2 separate regions of the Capra hircus genome follow, and region 1 is linked to region 2. Evidence: chromatin contacts called from public Hi-C data. All regions are on one chromosome and are shown on one strand. The core of a region is the stretch at or near the end of the contact, and the rest is flanking DNA. Distances in the headings are between cores, read along the strand shown.

The links. A called contact is a pair of places that touch in the nucleus more often than the background predicts.
Region 1: a Hi-C map of liver shows a contact between it and region 2, with 5 times the contacts expected there. The contact joins two enhancer-like sites. A contact is called at or near these places in 2 of 5 Hi-C or Micro-C datasets (blood and liver).

What each region holds. Positions count from the first base shown.
Region 1 is chr2:112,151,844-112,155,988 of ARS1.2, reverse strand. ITGA6 (integrin alpha-6) reads right to left here. Exons shown (of 25, transcript XM_018064673.1): 2 at 2,011-2,135; 3 at 524-603. Among named protein-coding and RNA genes, the nearest start is that of ITGA6, 39 kb to the right of the region's middle. Within about 2 kb of position 2,253, at least 3 of the 5 cell types and tissues checked have an H3K27ac peak or open chromatin away from gene starts, as enhancers often do.
Region 2 is chr2:111,873,429-111,877,555 of ARS1.2, reverse strand. No RefSeq gene overlaps it. Among named protein-coding and RNA genes, the nearest start is that of DLX2, 35 kb to the right of the region's middle. Within about 2 kb of position 1,560, at least 3 of the 5 cell types and tissues checked have an H3K27ac peak or open chromatin away from gene starts, as enhancers often do.

The sequences.
Region 1 (4,145 bases), core at 1,004-3,503, 280 kb before region 2:
AGTCTGGCACCTCCAAGACCACCTACACATTCCATTGAACAACCCTTTTTTCTTGGCTACCACTTCTATCTGAAGTAGCCCAGAAACTAAAGAGTTTAAAATGATCTGATCCTTACTTTGCATGACCATTCCCATATTTTTGTAACTCATCTATAATAGCTGCATAGTTCCTAGGACAAAAACCATGTAAGGTTTTGCTTTGGTTTTTCAAGACCACCTAAAGTTGTAGGGATATTCAGTAAAGGCTTTTAAGTAAGTTTTTTGGATCTAAACGTTCTAAGGAAAAGCAGCTTGTAGAGCTGTCGGACATGACTGAGCGACTTCACTTTCACTTTTCACTTTCATGCATTGGAGAAGGAAATGGCAACCCACTCCAGTGTTCTTGCCTGGAGAATCCCGGGGACGGGGGAGCCTGGTGGGCTGCCGTCTATGGGGTCGCACAGAGTCAGACACGACTGAAGCGACTCAGCAGCAGCACACAACGGGCACTCAGAGCAGAACGGACACATCTCTGTATACTTACCACAACTTTGCCGCCTGGACCCTGGCTTTGGACAGTGACTCCCATCCACTGATCTTCCTTGCTTTCCGATGAAGGGTCAGCTGCGGAGAAAGCAGCATAGGTCACACACACACACACACACACACACACACACACACAGAGCTACGACTTCAAAGCTACTGCAACACGCCATGAACCAATTAATGAGCAAAATGTAAGAAACAGCTTCTAAACTGCCTTGACTCCAAGTCTAACTACTTAGTAAGTGCAGTTACTCAATCCATAAAAATTACTTTCCATCTTAAGAAAACAGGTGAGTGGTTATTGGTGTTTCACAAAATTCTTTACATAAAGTATATAATTCTACCTGGTGGCCCTTCACCTTCTCTGACACCCAGAGTCCCAAGAACAGAAATGACCATCCAAACTAACAAAAAGGGAGTTACTTCTCTACATACCCTCAAATTTGTTACATGATAGCTTGAACTTTGCTTTTCTTTACTGGAGATGGGAAAACAAGGCCTCAGATCCACTTTCTATCTTTCTATTGATGAAAAAAAGGAAAATGATATATTTATTTTTACCTCCTCCTTCCAAAAAGGAGAGAGGGAAACCAAAAATCTCACCGTGTGCTCTTCAGTATCAATTTGAGCCTACTGTATAACCCTACATCCAAAATTTTGCCTTCCTTAATGAGATGGCAGGCATGATTTTCAATTTTGAATCATTACGAAAACATCAAAATTAAACAACTTTAGGTAGGCAAAAGGAAAAATGCCAAAATGTTAAGTAAATAGGCATTATCGCTACATTATCGGTGGGTTTGAGTTTTTCTTTATAGTTCAATGTCATTTACAGATTTTCCACAATTAACATATATTATTTTCCAATCAGTTAAAAAAAATTTGTTGCTAAAAAGATTTAAAAAAAAAAAAAAAAAAAACAAGAGAAGAATATAAACATGAAGCTGCAAATCTGCGTCGACCAAGAACGCCAAATTAGGTTTGGTTGCAGCTTCTCAGGACACTAATTGCTCTGCCCACCACACAGTCTATACAAAACAAGCCTCTATCTGAGATAATAGGGAAATTTTATCCATATTGTCCAGCTCTCATTTTAGAGAGATCTTATATTTAACAGCCTTTCTCCCTAATATTTTAACAGCAAATGAGAACTTTTGGCTGCTGAGTACAGGATACACATTCTTTTTTCTGAACAGTTTTTCAAGTCTCCTGTAGAACCTCAACACATCACTAGGTGGCAACATCAATACACCATACCAGTTTGGAAACCAGGGTTGGGGAGACACCAAAAACAGGGCAGCCAAAGTGACTTAAAAAGTAAATGTTCTCAGGGCAAGCAAGAAACAGTCAAGGCCCAGGCAATTAAGAGAGGCCTTCTCTCCAAGAATAAATGCTTGTCCCCCTCTTTCCTTCCTCTTGGAAAGGGCAAGTGGGATACAGGTTGAGTTGGCCAAGGGAACACCGAGCAAGTCCAAAAGAACACACCGTCGTTATCAAATTCAATTCGCGTGCACGGCCCCCGGGAGGTGATGTCGCAGCTGTACAAGCCTCCTGTTCTGTTGGCCTTCTGCAGCGGAAGGGCCACGGCGCGGGGAGCCCCCACGAGCAATCTGTTGACGAAACAGAGAATTTGGAGATTTGAGCTGAATATGCATTTAACACTTAGAGTCAGAGCCAAGAGATACAGGAATTATTCTCTTGTCAAAAAGCCGCCTAATTCTCCGCCAGTTTAGGTGGTGAGGGAGAACAAAAGCAGAGCCCTGTGACATGCAAAGATGCGAGTAAAGCACAAGAAGAGGGGCTGTTCAAACAGGTGAAAGACACGCCCATCTCTCGCAGCATCAGCAGCTCTCTGCTGGGCACGAGTCTGGTGTTTTAGAAGACACTTTCCACAGAGCCTGCCCCCTACACCTAAGCCAAGGACATCACAAGGAACTCAGACAAAACAAACACTCCCTCGCTGGGGGAGAAAAATGGTCACATTAAACTGAAATGATAATACATCTGTTTCTAACACTGTGTCTTCTTAGGGTGGGGGCGCAGGGTTCAAAGGTAATTTTTGAATATCCCCCAGGTTTCCAGTTTATATACTGTTTAGTTGATTAAACCAGGTGGCCACTGGACTGAGGCGGGTCTAAGGCTATGGCAGCCTATGGAAGCAAACTGAAATCCCAGCCTGCAAACGTCTCAAGGTTACAAAACCAAACCAGGGGGAACCGGTTGCGAACAGGCACCCAGACGGCAAGCCAATCGAACCATTTCCTCGCTTTGCTTCCTTCCTGTCCTTACTTTCTGTGTCTTTCCCTGCTCCTGCTGGTTCGACACTGCCAGGTTTGCACTGATTTCTACTCAAATAAACTTGTCAAGGTTTTAATATGCCTCAGTTTACCTTTTAACAATATAGATTTGGAACCAAATCTTTCCCCAAGATACACCTCGACCGAATTACTGTTTTGTAGCCTCTTTCTGCATCAATTCTCACTTTCTGGCACTTGGTCCTCTTGACAAGCTCCTCTTCTTTCATCCAATCAGTCTCCACCAAGGATTCAGGGATGGTCTGAGAGTACCTTCCATGCAGTAGGCACCACAATGTTCCCTCTCCCCTCCCACCTCAAGGTTCCTGCCATCTCCAGTAAGAGAGGCTCCTAAGCTAAACCCACAATCCTTAAAAGCTGACTGCTTCTCAGCCAATGGGATCGTTAAAGACACGCTATCTTTTTGCTGTGTTCTTTTGCTAATGTCTTTTTTATTTCATTGAAGGATAATTGTTTTACAGAATTTTGTTGTTTTCTGTCAAACCTCAACATGAATCAGCCATAGGTATACATATATCCCCTCCCTGTTGAACCTCTCTCCTATCTCCCTCCACATCCCACTCCTCTAGATTGATACAGAGCCCCTTTTGAGTTTCCTGAGCCATACAGCAAATTCCTGTTGGCTATCTATTTTGCATATGGTAATGTAAGTTTCCATATTACTCTTTCCATACATCTCACCCTCTCCTCCCCTCTCTCTGTATCCACAGTCTATTCTCTATGTCTGTTTCTCCACTGCTGCCCTGTAAGTAAATTCTTCAGTACCATCTTTCTAGATTTCGTATATGTGCATTAGAATACAATATTTATCTTTCTCTTTCTAACTCACTTCACTCTGTATGATAGGTTCTAGGTTCATTCACCTCATCAGAACTGACTCAAATGTGTTCCTTTTTTTGGCGTAGTATTATTCCATTATGTATATGTACCATAACTTCTTTATCCACTCATCTGTTGATGGGCATCTAGGTTGCTTCCATGTTCTAGCTATTGTAAATAGGGCTACAATGAACAATGGGATACAAGTGTCTTTTTCAGCCCCGGTTTCCTCAGGGTTTATGCCTAGGAGTGGGATTGCTGGGTCATATGGTGGTTTTATTCCTAGTTTTTTAAGGAATCTCCATACCGTCTTCCATAATGATTATATCAACTTACATTCCCACCAACAGTGCAAGAGCAGTTTCCTTTTCTCCACACCCTCTCCAGCATTTATTGTTTGTAGACTTTTTGATGAAGGCCATTCTGACAAGTGTGAGGTGATATCTCATTGTGCTTTTGAGTTGCATTTCTCTAGTAATGACTGAT
Region 2 (4,127 bases), core at 311-2,810:
ACTGAGGACTCTATGACTTGGTGCTGCCTTTACCTGCAAAGAAAGAAAGTGAAAGTCACTCAGTAGTGTCCAACTCTTTTCAACCCTATGGACCGTTCCGTTGCACGCCAGGCTCCTCTGTCCATGGAGTTCTCCAGGCAAAATCAATGGAGTGGGTTGTCATTCCCTTCTCCAAGGGATCTTCCCAACCCAGGGATCGAACCCAGGTCTCCCGCCTGGCCAGAAAGATACAGAAAATGAAAAATGAAAATATTCTTCGTCAAGACAGCTCCTCTTCTAAGAATTTATCCTACAGACACAGTTACACACATGGTTCAATCACATACACACAGATGTTCACTGAATTGTTTGTAACAGCAAAAGACTGGAAACAACCTCGATATCCTTCAATCAAAGACTGATTGAATAATTACAATCTGCTGCCTATCAGAACACCACCAGGCAGCCATTCTAAAAGAATGTCCCAGATCCACCTGTGCTGAAGTGAGGCCATCGCCAAGATGTATTATAAAGGGAGAAGAGAAGCCCTGCACAGGTTTTGCGTACAGAAGAAGCTTAACAGGAGACATCCGTATACTTTTGTTCTGGAATAAATCAAAAGAAAGTACTAAAAACGGCTGCCTCTGAGAAGAGGGCTTGGGGCCATATAAAGGGGGGAAGGTTTCTGTACTGCTTGCATTTTCTACCATATGTATTTATTATTTTTCCATTTTAAAAACTAGCTAATCGGGGATTCCCTGGCGGTCCAGTGGTTAGGATGTCATACTTTCACTGCCAAAGGCCGGGGTTCAATCCCTGATGGGGGATTTAAGATTCCACAAGCTGCATGGCATGGCCAAAGGTGGGGGTGGGGAACGAAAAGAATAGGTATCAAAGAGAGGAAGGGAGAAAGAGATACTAAAAAAAAAAAAATTGTATACGCTAGTTGCTTTCAATAAACATTAATATTTAAGCAGAGTGGGAGATTCCATGGTGCTTTGAGCTCTTGCGTCAGGAGAACGGAGACTTCATATCCCAGTCCAGCAACGAGCACTCATGGAAAGTCAAACACAGACAATTTTTTAAATAAAATTAAAGACGTGCAGATATAAAGAAAATTAAAGCGACCAACGAAAAAACGGGAGTAGCTCTTTCCACCAGTGAACAGCAGTGCGAACCAGTGCGGCGGAGCCCGAGGACCACGCGCTGCCCTAACCGCGATCGAAGCCTCTCCCCCATCTCCCAGCCCTCTCTCCCACGAAAGGGACCACTCTTTCGTGCCATCCTAGGGGGCGACAACATATCGAGGCGCCAACTCCGGGAAGATGGTGAACAGCAAGGACGGCCGGAACTCACGGCCTACCAGGTGGTGGCGCAGGGCAGCTCCGCGGGAGGGCGAGGTGCAGCCCCTGGGATATACTGTCAAATACAAACTTCTCCGGAATTTGGCAATCTCTGCGTCCGCCGCCGCCCCCGGAGGCCTGGCAGCAGCTGCACCGCGACCCGCCGTCTCCACCTGCGCGCAAGGCTGAAGCCGGCCGCTCCCGAGCGCCCCTGCCTGGCCCGGGTGCGCATCCGTAGGGCCACAGTGCGACCCAGCGGGCCTCCGGGGAAACTGCGCCCGACGGTCGCCCCGGCAACCGGTGGGGCAAGGACCGGGAGAGTTACCGCCTCCCGCTATAACAGTCTCAAGAAAAGGTGATGTGGAAGAATAGTCTCCTTCCTACTTTGTAAACGGAGGGAGGCGATCTGTTTGCCAAGACACTTGCTAAACTCACAGGTAGGTCTTACTGCATTCAGCCTCTGGGTGAAAATCGACTCGCCGGAAAGTTCTGGTTTGAGATGCCTGCAGTGTTTTATTCAGAATTCTAGACAACTGGTCATTTATGAAGTCCAAGGAAGAAACTATTAATTTTTATCTGAAGAATGACCCTTATGGTCTAGTAAAATCTATGGCTAGTAGAACTGACTATATGCAGGCTCGACCACAATGCCACCTCCTTCTTGAAATCCACCGCTGGGTAAGTAGAAGTGTCCCCTGTTCACTGTCATGGCCTGTGTGAGGGACTTCCTCTGAGAATCACATCTGCACACCATCCTGATTACTGGAGCTGCACACTCCCTGAGGCTGAGACCATGTCTTACTCAACTGTTAGGAGTAGGGGGAAAGATAAGCCTTGCAGACCCTGGGAACAGTGAAGAAAACAGAAGAAAGAAGCCATGTCACAACAGCAATTTTGTGTCATTTGAATAGTTTATCGAACACTAAATTGCTCTCCTTGGTTCAGCAGGCCAGCATTCCTCAAAGGTTGCCCCCTGTGTATTAGTTTCAGGCCATATTAATATCATAAAATTTGAGTATCAGGTAATTCTGAATATAGAGTAATCTCACATTTTGCAAGGGAAAAACCTCTCAGAAAACACGGTTGAGGTTTTGGGGGCCTTTTGGCCAACTTGAAAATATAAATATTTCAGCAATAGGTAAGAGAGTTAAATGTCTGTCTATAGGATTGACTTCATCCCTTTAGTTACATTTTAAAGTGTAATTAACACATGAAATAGCAGGTTGATATTGCAATATTGCTTTTTTCCTCTCACTTTTTATGACTCGATTTTACTTAAACTCTCACCTAAGTCTTTCAACATCTCAGTCATCCCAAGAGGCCCTTCTTAAAGCATCTAACACAGTTGCTTTTGTTTGCATGCAGTATTTTTTAAATCCATGTATAGTGCTGTCACTGGACATTTTAATCCTAAACCATGATTATATAAATTCAGGGTGGTTGTTTTTTTTTTTTCAAATTTGTTCTATAGGTTTAGATTTATCTCTTTGACATAATCCCTAACTATATTGCTTTTTAATCACTGCTTTTTACATGCATACCAAATATCTGCATAGGGAGGTCATACCCTGTATTAGTAAGGGTCTAGCCTCAGAACAGGATCTGTTCTGACTAGTTTAAGCAAGAGGAGATTTGTAACAGCGTATCATATAATTTCCAGAATCACTGGAGTGGGGAGTTTGGCAAGAAACAGGCTCTAGACTGAGCTTCCAAAAATAATTCCAAAGCCACACCAGAAGACCAGCCAGAGAACAAGAAGCCACAAGCCAAATCTGGCCCTGCTGCTGTAGCACACACCGCTATTGGGCCATTTCTGCTGCAGTCAGAATGCTGCTGGTGGAGCTGAGAGTCTGCTGTTGCTTATCACCTCTGCTGACCATCCACAAACCAAACTGCATGCCTTGTTCCAAAGTCAAGTTTCATGCAAGTGAATCTCTTTTTTGGAACCTAAAGTACATCCAAAATGCTCACTGCAGTGTCTAAGAAAACTTCTAAGAAGTTTCCAGTTTCTTCAATATAAGAAGACAGATCAGAATAAAATTAGAAAAGACAATGAGCAAGCTGGTCCACAGCATCTGCTTCACACTCTCAAGAATAGTTACCAATTTTGTGTTATATTTATTTGTTCCCTTATTTTTTAAAAAAACTAATTCCATCAGACAACCTTTACCAGCAATTAAAACTAACACAGATTAAAGTTGTCTTAGGATAAAGTTTTCCTCACACAGTATTTTAGTTCTTCAAAAGTAAATGATTGAGAAACTGGCTTTTGAAATATGAGCTCTTGAAAGCCCTTGAATATAAGGAAACTCCATCTTATGTATCTTAAATATCCATCTCCATCTTATATATCTATGAAGGATAATTTCGGAGAAGAAAACCTCACTTCATATTTGGGCATAGACAGTAGTCGTTCCATGAAAAGGTTTTTTTTTTTTTTTAAGAGTTTTATGGGCAAAGGGATTACAGGGATACCTCAGAGACATTGTGGGTTTGGTTCCAGACCACCTCAATAAAGCAAATACTGCAATAAATCGAGTCATGTGACTTTTTTGGTTTCCCATTGCATATAAGTTTTACTTACACTGTGTGCATACTAAGTCACTTCAGTCGTGTCTGACTCCTTGGAACCCTATGGACTCTACCCCACCAGGCTCCTCTGTCCATGGAATTTTCCAGGCAAGAATACTGGAGTGGGTTGCCATTTTCTACATCCAGGAGATCTTCCCGACCCAGGGACTGAACCCACGTCTCTTAAGTCTCCTGTATCGGCAGGCAGGCAGGTTCTTTACCACTAGCGCCACC